Linked DNA regions of Sus scrofa: region 2 is linked to region 1. Evidence: chromatin contacts called from public HiChIP or PLAC-seq data. All regions are on one chromosome and are shown on one strand. The core of a region is the stretch at or near the end of the contact, and the rest is flanking DNA. Distances in the headings are between cores, read along the strand shown.

What was found. HiChIP or PLAC-seq counts read pairs in DNA pulled down with a chosen protein or histone mark.
Region 2: an H3K27ac HiChIP or PLAC-seq map of alveolar macrophages shows a contact between it and region 1. The contact joins the promoter of RANBP3L here to the promoter of LMBRD2 in region 1. A contact is called at or near these places in 1 of 47 Hi-C or Micro-C datasets (fibroblasts) and 1 of 2 datasets of contacts at active chromatin or transcription factors (alveolar macrophages).

Annotation. Positions count from the first base shown.
Region 1 is chr16:21,458,353-21,465,553 of Sscrofa11.1, reverse strand. LMBRD2 (LMBR1 domain-containing protein 2) reads left to right here and starts at 2,632. Exons shown (of 19, transcript XM_021076992.1): 1 at 2,632-2,979. SKP2 (S-phase kinase associated protein 2) reads right to left here and starts at 2,284. Exons shown (of 10, transcript NM_001171755.1): 1 at 2,269-2,284; 2 at 1,496-1,767. The coding sequence starts at 2,276.
Region 2 is chr16:21,608,812-21,616,012 of Sscrofa11.1, reverse strand. RANBP3L (ran-binding protein 3-like) reads left to right here and starts at 3,624. Exons shown (of 16, transcript XM_021076595.1): 1 at 3,624-4,710. The coding sequence starts at 4,620.

The DNA.
Region 1 (7,201 bases), core at 1,383-3,882:
GAATCTATTCAGAAGCTGACCACTGCCTATCATCACTCCCACACCTCTCAACAAGGCTCTGAGTTTTTATTTGCAACACCCTACAGTTTCATCTCAACACATCAGTGTGTCCTTTTAAAAGGTCACGTCACAACTCCGCTCAACAGCACCTCTAGCCCATCTCCCACTACCTTCTCCTTTGCTAATCCACTCTTGGAATATGGCTTCCACGTAGTTCCTTGAAAAAACATGACATTCCTATGCCCCAGGGTCTTTCCACTAGCTGTTCCCTCTGCTTGGGGTTCTCTTCCCCAAGGTATGTGCATGGCACATTCCTTCGTCTCCTTTATGCTTCTGCTTAAAGCTTGCTGTCCAAGTGAAGTTTTCCCTTAACGCCCTGCTTAAAATTGCAAACCAGCTTCCCACCCAAGGACCTCCAATCCCTTTTGGCTTGTTCCATTTTTGCTTTTATCCATAGCACGTATTCTAGTATACCATACACCAGATTTATGTTTCCTGCATCCTCTCTCCGAAGCAGAAACTCCACGAGGGTGGAAATGTTTTTGTTTTGCTCAATGCTATATCCCCAGTACCTAGAACAATGACTAGCATATAAAATGTGCTCAGCAAATATTTGCTGAATTAATGGTTTACATGGTTTACCAGCAAGAAAAACTGATAACCCCAGGTCAGTGCACTGTTTACCCTATGGCTTTGCATACTCCTGGAGTTCTGGATCCACTCTGGGAGGCACTTACTCATCTGCCTGAGAAGCCTGGTAACAGAGAGCTATTAGAGGGGAATGACGTGGTGCGTTTTACATTTCAGTCAGTCCACTCTGGCTCTGGGGGATGGATCTGGGGAGGATAAGGCTGGAATTATGAGTCCATTCCAATATTCAGATGTTGACAGCTTGAGAAATATTCAGGACACAAAAGGGAAAGATGTAATGATTGGATGGATGTTGGGGTTGGTGGGAATCTGACTGATTTTCAGGTTTGGGGGCTGGGCAATTGAACAGATAACACGGGCAGTCATGGAGACAGAGCATACCAGAATAAGCCCACTTGGGGATGGACCCGGGAAGAGAAGTCTCTTCTTCCACCTAGTTCAACATTCACTTTAGCAATCCCTTGACAAATAAGTAAAGTTGATTTTGGCAAAAACCTCAACCAGAGCAGCAGAATATAAACAAAAAGAATCCTAAAGGATCATTTCTTTGTTCTCATTTGTCAGTGGCACTAAGCTGGCCTTAGACCAGGCAGAGTCCTTCCTAAAGAGAAAGGCAGGAACGGATTCTCCTGGATTCAAAGTCTATTGTGCATCTTAAGATATACAGCTACCAACATTTCTGTTAACTTCTAAAGCAACGAATTTTCTCATCTCTTTGGAAAATAACTTCAAAATTAGGCAATTTTAAAAGCGCTCCATCCTAATGATCCTTAAACAAAGGTTTACCAACAAAATATTTCAAGCTACCACTTACTGCACCGATAGTTTGACCCTCATACCTTACCTGGAAAGTTCTCTCGATTTAGCTTAGGTCTGCGGACGATCACAAAGTCCTTTTCATTCCCTTTGCTCTTCAGCCGTTTTCGCGGAGGGCTCTGCGGGTGGCCCAGGTTTGAAAGCAGTTCCTGGGGGATGTTCTCACTGTCCACCTCCTCCTTCTCCAAGGCAGAGACCCCCATGCCTGAAAGCAGTTCAGAAGTCTTGCTAGAATCCCATCCCCACGTGAAGCTGGTGGTAACGTTGCTACTCTGGTCGGGAATCTCCTGGAGGTGCTTCCTGCAGATAAGCACAATAGCCCCCGTTCCTTTAAAAAACACACCCGTGAATAATTCCAAACAGGCCTAAAGGAAGCTGCAACTTATGCATTACCGAAAACGCTCACAGCAGCTAACTGAACTTGCATTTTAAGTGCCGGCGGCGAGTTCCCAAGAATGAAAGAAAAAAGAACCAAACACACCGAACAAATCGAAAAGGCTTTTTGATTTACGATCATGCAGAAGGCCTCAAGAATGTCTCAAAGTGGATGGAACAGATAAGAAGAGGGCAATTATACAGTGATTGAAAACAGGAGCAGAAAAGCCCAATAAGGGAAGCCAAATAATATCGCACGCTGATCACAGCACTAAAGCATCCACCCATCCACGTTTTCCCAAAGAGGAGGTTAAGCAACCATTCACATTGCAGCATTACAAACAATATTAGGAAGTAGCAAAACTCGCGGCCTAAAAGAATTAAGATGGTCCACTCACGGTCTGCCCCTTTCTGCAAACGGTTTACCTGTGCATGGCGTCCGCAGGTTCGGGAGTTTTAAACGCGTGCATTAATTGCAGAGGTGCCCGCCTCCCGGATTCCCGCTTTGGCGCGCGGCGGCGCACTGCGTGTGGCTCCAGCCCCCAGCAGTGAGACCCGCGAACTCTATCAACGTTCCATCCCCACCGCGCGCGCAGAAAACTTCTGCCCGCTCTCCTCCCCGCTACCGTCTGCGGCCCCGCTGCCTTCTGGGAATTGTAGTTTTCTCCCTGCCTGGCAATCCGGCTGCCTCGCCACTACTTCCTTTCCTCGCAGCTTTCCCCGCCTTCCATATACCCACAACCCCCCGCGGTTGCGGCACTGGACGGCCCACAGGGTAGGCGGGGAGGCGGAAGTGGGCGGTGCTCCAGCCGACCGGGCTATGGCAGCAGCTTGACGGGCGACAGGTTTTCTTTTCCCGGGAACCCCTAGGCCTTCTGGTGACAGCCACCGCCGTCGCCAAAGAGCGTGGGTTCCAGACCCCAGACGGCTGTGGCGGACAGGGGGTTTCCAGGTCCTTCTGGAATCTGTCCGGCGAGATCGGACGGTGAGCCTGAGGGGGGAGAGCCTGAGACATTTTGGGATCTGGGGCCAAGTGCAGGCGGCGAGAGAGGGACCCACGAGACCCCGAGAGGCCGCCGCCGCGGGGCCTACGTTCCTGGCCGCTGAGTGGAGGCAGTGGCCCGCCCCGCCCGCCAGGTGAGAGGTTGCGGCCGCGGGCGTCACACCTGCCTGTGTCTACCCCTCCGCCGGGAGCTGCTTCCTCCATCCGGGAGAGGGCAGCCCTTAGGATTGGGTCTGTGGACAAGATCCTTTCCTGATCTGTAAAATAGGCACTATGGCAACGAAGGATTATTTCACATCTTGCCGCCGTCAGGGTCAAACCAGAGGAACATGAGTGAGAGCATTTTGTAAGTGAAGGCGCAGTTTGAGTCAAAGGTGGTGGTTGAATTTTAGGGGATCAGGAGACCGCTGTGTTCCTGTCCGCAGTGGCAAAGCTGAGCATCCCTTTGCAGCCTTGAGCAGTCTTACAACACTAGCATGACTGTATCCGTATACGCTAGGGGCCACTAACAAAGCCTATCGGTTGCTCTCTCTCGACCGGCTGCTGCTGATTGCCTAATCTCTGAAAAGCAGGCTGCTTTTGCCTACCTCCGCGGAGAAGAGTTTGGAGATGGTTAGAGAGCGTGCCATATTCCGAGTATGATGACCGGGCGAAATCCACTGTGCAAACTGTACTATAACTGTGACCCTGGGAAAACAGGGTGAGAGAGAGAGAAGGGGAAAAAAAATCCAACTCTAATAAAAGTGGAGAGGATTTATAAAGCCCAGAAGTAAGCAGGTCAGCGTCATCACAAAAATATTAGAATGTTACCTCAGTATGCTGTGTGGCATACCTTCTTATTTCTTGAACAACAAGAAACAAAAAAACTTCTCTTTATACTGGGATTAAACCTCCCTTGCCAGGGTATGTGCTTGTTTTAGGCTTAGTGCTTCGCTTGAAAAACAACCACCTCTTGACAGAGGAAGGCATTCATGAACCTTTAGTTTGTTCTTAAAAGTAGGTGAGATTGGTATAAAGAAGGGATCTGTTCACAGATTGATTCTGATTGAACCTAGGTGAAGGATACTAGGCTAAATGTTCACAATTAGTGAAATTAATGTTATGTGGAAAATAGCTTTAAATGCAATTATTCTGATTTTTTTTACATAAAGTAATCTCTATGTTACTTTGAGTAAGGAGAAAGCAGTTGCCTTCGCTTGAAATCAACACCCTTTCCCTTAAAATTGCAACTCAGAGGAAATATTTTTAACCAAAAAAAAAATTGGGAGTTCCCATGGTGGCACAGCGGAAACAAATCCAACTAGGAAGCATGAGGTTTCGGTTCAATCCCTAGCCTCGCTCAGTGGGTAAAACCTCACCATTGCCTTGAGCTGTGGTGTAGTTTGCAGATGCAGCTGGGATCCCACTTTGCTGTGGCTGTGGTGTAGGCCAGTGGCTACAGCTCTGATTCGCCCCCCTAGCCTGGGAACCTCCATATGCCAAAGGTACAGCCTTAAAAAAAAAAAAAAGAAAAAAAATTATTGTCTCCTTTGGGAAAGTGAACAGAGAGGGCTCATAAGCTAAAAGAGGAAAAAGAATAAACCAGAAAAAATATTTAAAATTCCATGATGAGAATAAGGAATGAGATATAAAGTTTTGATATATGGAGTTCCTGTCCTGGTGCACGGGAAACAAATCCTACTAGGAACCATGAGGTTTCGGGTTTGATCCCTGGCCTCAAGCTCAGTGGGTTAAGGATCCGGTGTTGCTGTGAGCTGTGGTGTAGGTCACAGATGTGACTTGGATTCTGCTTTGCTGTGAGCTGTGGTGTAGGTTGCAGATGTGGCTGGGATCTGGCGTTGCTGTGGCTGTGGTGTAGGCCAGCAGCAACAGCTCCGATTGGACCCCTAGCCTGGGAACCTCCATATGCAGTGGGTGTGGCCCTAGAAAAGGCCAAAAAAAATTTTTTTTTTGATATGAAGTAATTGAGAGGCTACTTTAGGTATACATCTTATAGATAAAAAGGTCTAATAGATGGGGTGATTTCAAACTTAAAGATGAGAAATAGCCTTGTACTAGAACTTAGCTAATAGTCGCCTGAGAGCTAAGGAACATTTGTAGTTTTGAGAATACTTGAAATATTTGAATTAGTGGACACAGTGACCTCTATAGGACTTCAGAGAGAGTCTGTCAACTTTGAAAATCAAAGTCTTCAAATTCTAAAACAGATATTTCACTAACAATTTGCCCTGGCAACAGAAATATTTTAGCTTCCAAAATACGAATAATTTTTTTCTGCGTTCCTTCTAATGATGGCTGTTCTCTTAAAATGGTAAATAAAAGTTTAACTTGGGAGTTCCTGTCATGGTGCAGTGGAGATGAATCCAACTAGGAACCATGAGGTTTCAGGTTCGATCGCTGGCCTCGCTCAGTGGGTTAGAGATCTGGTGTTGCTGTGGCTGTGGCAGAGGCCGGCAGCTATAGCTCGGATTAGACCCCCTAGCCTGGGAACCTCCATATGCCACGGGTGCAGCCCTAAGAAGCAAAAAGCAAAAAAAAAAAAAAAAAAAGTTTAACTTGGTAAATTGGTACTTTAATAAGGACATGTCCATTGAAGACTTGAGATTACTAGCCACGTAGAAATTGCTGTCTGTTTTTTTCAGGAACTGCATTGTGATTGCTAATGAATGTGGATAATTTTGTTTTCCTGATTAATTCTGTTTATTCAGAACACCCCATGTCCCATTTTAGGGAGAGAGGTATACCATATTTCTAGAAGTAGAATTACTAGATCAGTGTCTAGGACAAATCAATTACAAATTTTAAAATATCTGCAAATGGCATTAGAGTAATTTCTAGTACACTTTAGAAACTTCAAATACAATACAAAGTGACTTTGTAATTGGGAGTGTTTATCATACAAGGAACAAGAGCATAGTTACTTATAAGATGGTCAATGTTAGGGCATAGGATAGGCCAAAAAAGACTGACAATTGCATTGGCCTATAAGATGCATATACACATGTATTATATAATACATGTGTATATATAATACATTTGTATATGCATAGTAGTATATTGCTCTTTTTGAAAATCACGTGACAAAAGATTTTATTTAAATAGAAGTGCGATGTGTTTTTTCTTTAGTTTCATCATAGCATGTAGTAAATCTTAAGATTCCTTTAGTTCTTTATGTTAGTTAGCTTAGGGGAACAAAAGATTAAGAACAATTACATAATAAGTTTCTTTCTGCCAATCAAATTTCAAAAGATTCTTTTTCCTTCAATTAATTTTTTAATGATTTTTATTTTTTCCATTGTAGTTGGTTTACAGTGTTCTGTCAGTTTTCTAATGTACAGCAAAGTGACCCAGTCACTCACTCACTCACACACACACACACACACACACACACATTCTTTTTCTCACGTTATCCTCCATCATGTTCCATCACAAGTGACTAGATACAGTTCTCCGCTATACAGCAGGATCTCATTGCTTATCCACTCCAAATGCAATAGTTTGCATCTATTAACCCCAAGCTCACAGTCCATCCCATTCCCTCCCCCTCGGCAACCACAAGTCTGTTCTCCAAGTCCATGTATTTCTTTTCTGTGGAAAGTTTCATTTGTGTCATATATTAGATTCCAGATATAGGTGATATCATATGGTATCTGTCTTTCTCTTTCTGACTTTCTTTACTTAGTATGAGAGTCTCTGTTTCCATCTATGTTGCGTAAATGGCATTATTTTGTTCTTTTTTATGGCTGAGCAGTATTCCATTGTGTACATATACCACATCTCCCTCAATTTTAAGGTAGATCTTTTAGTTCTCTGCAGTTTAATGCTCTCTGTGATGGGCAGATTGGGGCAAGAACAGAAAGGTTCTTTCCCAATTCTGATTTGCTCTATGTTTTCTTTTTTACTTTACCCATGTCAATTAGAATCATATATAATCCTTAAGCTATGGCAGTCTTACCTGCACGATTAAAATTGCTCAGTTAGGAGTTTCCTGGTGGCTTAGTGGTTAAAGATCCCATGTTGTTACTCCTATGGCTTGGGTCACTGTTGTGGCTTGAGTTCAATCCCTGGCCTGGAACTTCTGCATGCCTAGAGTGTGGCCAAAAAAAAAATAATAATAGTAAATAAAATAAACAGGCTAAGTTAAACTCTATATTAAAAATGACTTTATTAGCACTCTGTCTTGATAGAGCTAAAGGAATAATTAATAGAATGTTTTTACTTTGTTCATTGAAATGAACAAATTAAAATTGAACAAAAGAAATGATTTAAACAGTCTAAACTGCACTAAAAAAGTATGTCTGGACTGGAGTAGAGACTGGTATTCTATGTGAGCCAGGCCCTATAGTAAGGATGCTT
Region 2 (7,201 bases), core at 2,375-4,874, 150 kb before region 1:
TTAACAATTTAATAATTCCTGCAGTGCTTTGGGCTCATCCCACAGCCTTATAGTTTTGGAGTTTGCATTCTGTTAAGGGTTTTTATCTTAAGCTCTGGGAATGAGAATGGTGAACACAGTACTACTGCTTCATATTTATCTAATACTTTCATCCAAACAGTCTAAAGAGCTTTAAGAGTAGGTAAACTTGTCAATTAGATATCATATTTATTTTTGCCACAAGGCAGGTTATTATTAAACAAGTACCTTACTTGTGAACTCATGTACAATGCATGTGTAATGTACAATGCTTTTTAAACATGGTTTATTTGAAAAAAGAAAATCCTCCTACAAACTTAGAACCATTTAGATTATAAAATTGATATTTTATGATTAGAATTTACAGTTCAGAAAGCTATGATTTCTAGTCATAAAATATCAATTTTTTCAGTATCACTTAAAAGTATTATCTGATAAGACTGACTGTTTATCTGCGACCTGCCATTCTACTCTGTCCTTCTGAGAGAACAAACACACAGGTTAAGCAGAAAGGATATGGGGAGCAGGAAGAACCCAGGCCAAGAAAACCAGTGGCACTGGTTTGGCATCACAGAGAAATGGTCAGGAAAACAGGCTGGCTTTCAGAGGCCTCTAATTCATTTTTAAACAAACTGCAAGTAAAAATGCCAAATATTATGCACCTGTTTCTTAACCCAACCCGACTTCATCTTTTGCATTCTGACTTCTTGCTTTTACTTCCCAACAAATAGCAAAGTACAATATGCCCATTGTGAACGATTAACTTGGTGATGTGTCTGAAAGGTAAGGGCTATGGCTTACTATGGCTGATACTTACTGTGGCTGATATATCTGGTGCTATTTTATATACTCCTGTAACACACTGCTTTCAGCTACCCTGGCTTATTTCCAATGGAAACTGGGGAGTCAAAACAGAGACTCCTCTGAGAGCAGAGTATAACTGAACATGCAGTGCAAGAGAGTGCTCTTGACTCAATCACAGGGCCACTGTGATTGATTCAATGAGGCACAACAGTGGGACACAGAGGAACCAGATAACAAGCCTTCCCGGTACCATCCCTGTACTTGCAGGTTGTGAAGGGAAAACCACTATGTTTAGCGAGTGTTGTTTGATTTCATCAGTCCTCAGGAAAGATAGAATGAATGAAATAGTGACACAAACCAGATCTGTTTAAGCAGGTTATGCTCGCTAATTTTGATAAGAGGACTTTAAAAACATATAGATTCCATGGGGGAAAAAAAAGTCAAACTCTGAGAAATGGAGCAGAATGTTGGTTGCCAGGGGTTGTGGAGTGTTAGTAGTCGAAGGGTACAAACTTCTAGTTTTAAGACTAACAAGTTCGGGGATCTAATTACAACATGGTGATTAGAGCTGATCGGGTTGTATCATGTACTTGAATGCTGCTAAGAGAGAGGAGATCTTAAAAATTCCCACCACAAAAAAGAAACGGTAACTATGTGACTGGATGGAGATGGTAGCTAACGCTCTGGGGGTAATCACTTTGCAATATAGAAACGAATCAAATCAACACGTGTGCCACCTTACAATTACACAATGTTGCATGTAATTACATCTCAATAATGTTGAAGGGGGATTACGTTAAAAAAAAAATACATATATCGATACCTCGCACCCTCAGATTCTGAAGTTTGGGCTCAGACTCTCTAATCCTGAGTAATTATGCTAGGCAACCGAGATTGAGAATTGAGGTAGTCAGCCTAGATTTTCAAATACACCTCCAAATTCTACTCAGATGTTTAGTTTTAAATCTATTTTTTCTCCTTAAGCTTTAGGCAAAGACAAAACAGGATACCTCTTCCTTTCCCAGGCCTTTATATTCACAGAGGGAGTGTTAAATACTTTCTCGTACTGCTTACCAAACATTTGTTTCATTTGACAAACGAAGACACAAACCCAGAGATGTTAAGGACCTAGTTCAAGGTTATGCAGTAAACTAGTTGGAGCACTGGGGCTAGAAGGCTGGCTGTTTTAGCCTCTACGGTCAGCTGACCATTCCTTTTCTTCTCTTTTTCCCCCAGCTTTACCTCCATCATAAGAAGGAAAAACAGAGGAATCTAGGGGATTTTTTTGGAATCACTAGATCCTACATTAGGGCCTATAATTTCTTATTATAAAATATTTTTTAAAAATCCATTTCTCGGAGTTCCCATCGGGCACAGTGGAAATGAATCTGACCAGGAACCATGAGGTTGTGGGTTCGATCCCTAGCCTCGCTCAGTGGGTTAAGGATCCAGTGTTGGTGTGAGCTGTGGTGTAGGTCGCAGATCTGTGGCTCTGGTGGAGGCCAGCGGCTGTAGCTCCGATTAGACCCCGAGGCTGGGAACCTCCATAGGCCCCTGGTGCAGCCCTAAAAAGACAAAAAGACCAAAAAAAAAAAAAAAAAAAATCCATTTCTCTCAAGGGCTGCCTTACAGTTTTGTGGGGTGTTTGATTTACTCATATAAATAATATGCTTAGTGAGGGCCCACAACTTGATAGACTCTGGATGGCTTTATGTAATTCAGGAAGGAGATACCTCAGCCTCTGACCATGACCGTCGTGAAGCAGAAGATAAATATCAGCCCTTCAAAGCAGAAATGATGGTTCTCTAATAACAGAAATCTCTTTCCAAGTAGCTTGAACATCTCTATACCCTGTTACTCTCTGAGGGACCTAAAAAACCACAATGGAGTGTTTACTAAAACAGTGAAAGCAGTATAATAAAAGTCATAAGAATTGTGAGAGCAGTGGCACATTTCACAAGAGTTAGCACAGCTCAGAGTAAACTTGGGAACTGTTAATTGCCTCAAAGTGAAGTGAGGATGCTCATCTGGATCTGGCTAGGAGGCAACTTTCTAGTTAGGGTGTCAAGTTTTGCACCAACTTCCAAATGTGCACAGGAAGCTGCAGGATCCAGAATTTGAGGCTAAACAGCTCTATCTCCTTCGTCCTTGCCCACCACTTCATTTCTTTTTTTTTTTTTTTTTTTTGTCTTTTTGCTATTTCTTGGGCCACTCCCGTGGCATATGGAGGTTCCCAGGCTAGGGGTCGAATCGGAGCTGTAGCCACCAGCCTACGCCAGAGCCACAGCAACTCGGGATCCGAGCCACGTCTGCAACCACTTCTTTTCTGAATCTACAAAGAGCTGTGAATCGTGAAGGGCAGGATCTATCAGCATTCATTACAACTTCAAAGGCAGCAGGCTTCCAGGTTCAATGAAAGGTGTTTAGGGGTTTTTTTAAGCAATAATGACATAGGCTATTTTTCAATGAAAAGTAAACTATTTTCTTTCTTTCTTTTTTTTCTTTTTGGGGCCGCACCTGTGGCATATGGAGGTTCCCAGGCTAGGGGTCGAATCGGAGCTGTAGCTGCTAGCCTATGCCACAGCCACAGCAACTCGTGATCTGAGCTGTGTCTGTGAACTACACCACAGTTCACGGCAATGCCAGATACTTAACCCACTGAGCGAGGCCAGGAATCGAACCTGCATCCTCATGGATGCTAGTCAGATTTTTTTCTGCTTAAAAAAAAAATAGTTTGGTGTGAACTCCCAAACTATTTTCAATATTTCAATGAAATGACCTATTTCAGAGCACACACACATACAGAAAACACTGGAAATAGCCTTGTCTCATGACCTAGAAGTAGCAATAGAGAATCTAAAGGGAAACAGAGATAGATCTCTGGAAAGATAAAGTTTAGTGTGTTTATTTTTCTTCCAGGGCTCCAGATAGTTGCCTTGGCAGGCAGACTGCTCTAAAACTGCCCCCCTTCTGAGGACTCAGAGGTGTTTACAGAAATCGAAAGTTCCAGCAGTACATTTCCATGAGCTCATTACCACTTCCTTTAGATTTTGCATGTACGAGGGAATATTCATGCAGTATAAACCCCTGCTTTGAGCTTTTGTTTTAATTACAAACAAAGCAGCACAAGTCAAATATGTGAATACTGCAACGTCAGAGCATCTTTTTAGAATCCTTGCTTTGGTCACTATTATTGAAAGCAACCCCAATGCCATTTCTTGCCTGTCTCTTTATGCTAATCGGCCTGGCCCACTCAGCTCCTCCCCCTTCCAGCCTCCCTTAAGAACTGTTCACTTTCAGCTGTCACGGAGGGTAACTTAAACCAGGCTTAGAATCACTTGATTTAACTCAGCAGCACTTTTTTTTTTTTTCTTTGTGTATGTATGACTCTAGCAGACATCTCTAAATACTCAGGACATTAGATTTCAAGTCCGCAGAGAGAGTCGAAAATTGCAAAACTGTAATCTGTTAGGAAGAGTTACTTTGCAGGATTTTATATTATAAGGGGGCATGTTTCAATGTGCTTTTAAATGGAAGAAGAATTAATTGTGCTTTTATCCAAATGAATTGGCATCTTTATATGCAGAAGAAGCTACAAGTTGGTAAACACATATTTTAAGAATCATGACTAGGAAACATTTGAAAATTCATTAGAGAAGTAAATATTTTTCCATGCAAGGACAGGATCTGCCTATACCTCTGTGGTTCTGGGTGTTGTGTGAAGACCACTGCAGGTGACTGGCCAAGGGAAGGAAATACCCTAGTGATACGGGAGCCACAGCCGTACTGCCAGCACCATGTCTACCATACAAAGCAAAGGCAGCAGCCACCTGTTCAACAGTTTGCACACCTGTAGATGGAAACTTCCAGAGGACCAGCAACATCAAGGTGAGTCAGGCTAATGGGTTGTGAGTTCTGTGATCTCTTGTGCATCTGCATACCTGGAAGGATGGTGGGCCGGGGAAGTACCTGGGGGATCTCTGTTGTGAAACGCTTTGTGATCTTAATATTTTTAAACTCTGAGAATAGATATAATAGTGATGCATAAGGGTGAGTTAACTTGGATTCAGCATCAGTTTTCAAAGGATCATGGAAGACTATCCAGAATGCATACTGGAATTGTCATTCTGAAACTTACATGCTTACACTTCCAGCCACTGCCATTTTTCGAGAGTATTTGCATTTTGTGTAGTTCAATACATTGATCTGGGCAAGGCTGTACAGGTGGAATTTGCTAAGAATGACTTGAAGTCTGGAACTTTCTCCTTTGTCCTACCATGGGACTTAAAGTTTAAACTTAATTTTTTTGGACTTAAAGTTTAAGCTTAATTTTGTCTGGCTCTCCGGCTCATTCATTCATTCATGGGCACAATAAATATATTCTTGACTCTTTCCCTTTTACGATTCTGGAACAGCTGGGGGCAGACAGGGAAAAGTGTCACATTTCACATGATGGGCACACATTCAAACTGAACTACCTAACTTCAGCCATTGTCACTATCAATCTTCTAAAATTTCAAGTCCACTACTCAGTCAGCTATATCAGTTAGTGGCAGAGGTTGACATGAATACGTAGGATGATGCCTCCAATCCATTCTGTCAGGGACACCAAGGACACCTGCAGAAAAGCCTGGGTGCTATCATGGATGACGATACCCCCCAGAGGCTAAGGATTTAACCCAGATACTTCTAACTTTTCCTCAATACCCTGGGATGGAGCCGTCTATGTATGGACCTAGGCTACAAGCTCTTTGCTTACTTTTCCATAGACACAGTTTTAGATTTCAGTGGGGTGGGCAGTGTTGGCTGTTTCACTTCCAAGGTGGCCACTGTGTGCTAACATTTGCGTGAATGTGTCAGTCGCCTCCCTACTTCAGTTCCAGGACGACATGCTCTACTCCTAGTTTAGTGTGAGTAGAAAGTACTTCATACTAAATGACAAAAAGAGAATACTTTTAAGGCCCCTTTGCACCATCAGGGCTAATATTTTGAACTGCCTTAGAATATAAAGTCCTAGAACGTGCCAGAGTTTACTCATAGCACTGTAAAATGTACTCCTCTATTAACAGACAATCCTAATTCCTCATAGGTTTTTTATTTGCTGCTCATTTTGTTTGAAATGTTTAAAGCTACCTCCCCTCCCCCACAATTGTTGACGACTATTTATTATAGAAACTTGGTAAGGAGGAGCATAAAGAAGATAGCAAACATCACCTGTAAAAATCACCACCCAAAGATAGCTGCTATTAACATTCTAATGTATAGTCTTCTAGCCTTTCCTTTCATGCACATGTACCGATTATTCTGTTGCTTAACTTGTTTAAACAAAAATACTTATTTTTTACATAGAGTTTGCAAGCTTTTTTTTTTTTTTCCTTTTTAGGGCCGTACCCACGGCATACGGAGGTTCCCAGGCTCGGGGTCTAATCGGAGCTACAGCTGCTGGCCTGTGCCACAGGCACAGCAATGTGAGATCTAAGCCTCATCTGTGACCTACACCACAATTCACAGCAATGCCGGGGATCCTTAACCCACTGAACGAGGCCAGGGATCGAACCCACAACCTCATGGTTCCTAGTCAGATTCATTTCTGCTACACCAAGATGGGAACTCCTGCAAGCTGTTTTTTAACTCAACAATAGATTATGAACAAATTCCCATGTATATATTCTTCTACACCCCTATTTTTAATAGTTGTATACTATTCCTTCCTATGAATGTAGCAAAATTCCCTTAGGCAATTCACTGCTCCTGGACATTTCATTGATTCTTAATTTTTCACTATCACAAACAACGCTACGTTTAACATACACTAATGGATAAGTCATTGCAGAGATAACATTATTTTCTTGGAATACATTCTTAGAGGTAGAATTGTGGGATCAAAACCCTTTGTATGTGTTTCTAAGATTTTTTTTTTTGAGAGGGGCAAATGGCCATCTCATCAGCAGTGCAGAGATATATTCTCAGTAATACTGGGTATTATTTTAAAAAATTTCTTTTTACAGCTTTATAAGTGGAAAATAGTATCCCACTGTTGTTTCAATTTAAGGCATGCTATCTTGATGGTCTCTCCCTTACTGGCCATATCCAAAGCAGCCTGGAAATATAATTATGATGACATACTTCCCAAAATATCAACAAGACTAGAAGTCTGGTCTCCTTTCACAGACCAAAGCTTTTGCCTAGAATGTTTTGAAAGCAACCATATTCTTCCACAGCCGAGTCTCAAAATATCTGCCCACATAAACCACGATCCATAAAGTTGTGAAGCATGCTAATTCAACCCAGACTGGTCACTGACTGCTACAAAAAAAATGTCATCTAGAGAACTGAGTTGACAAGTGACACTGGGCAGAGTTTTCTTTCCAGTTACTGC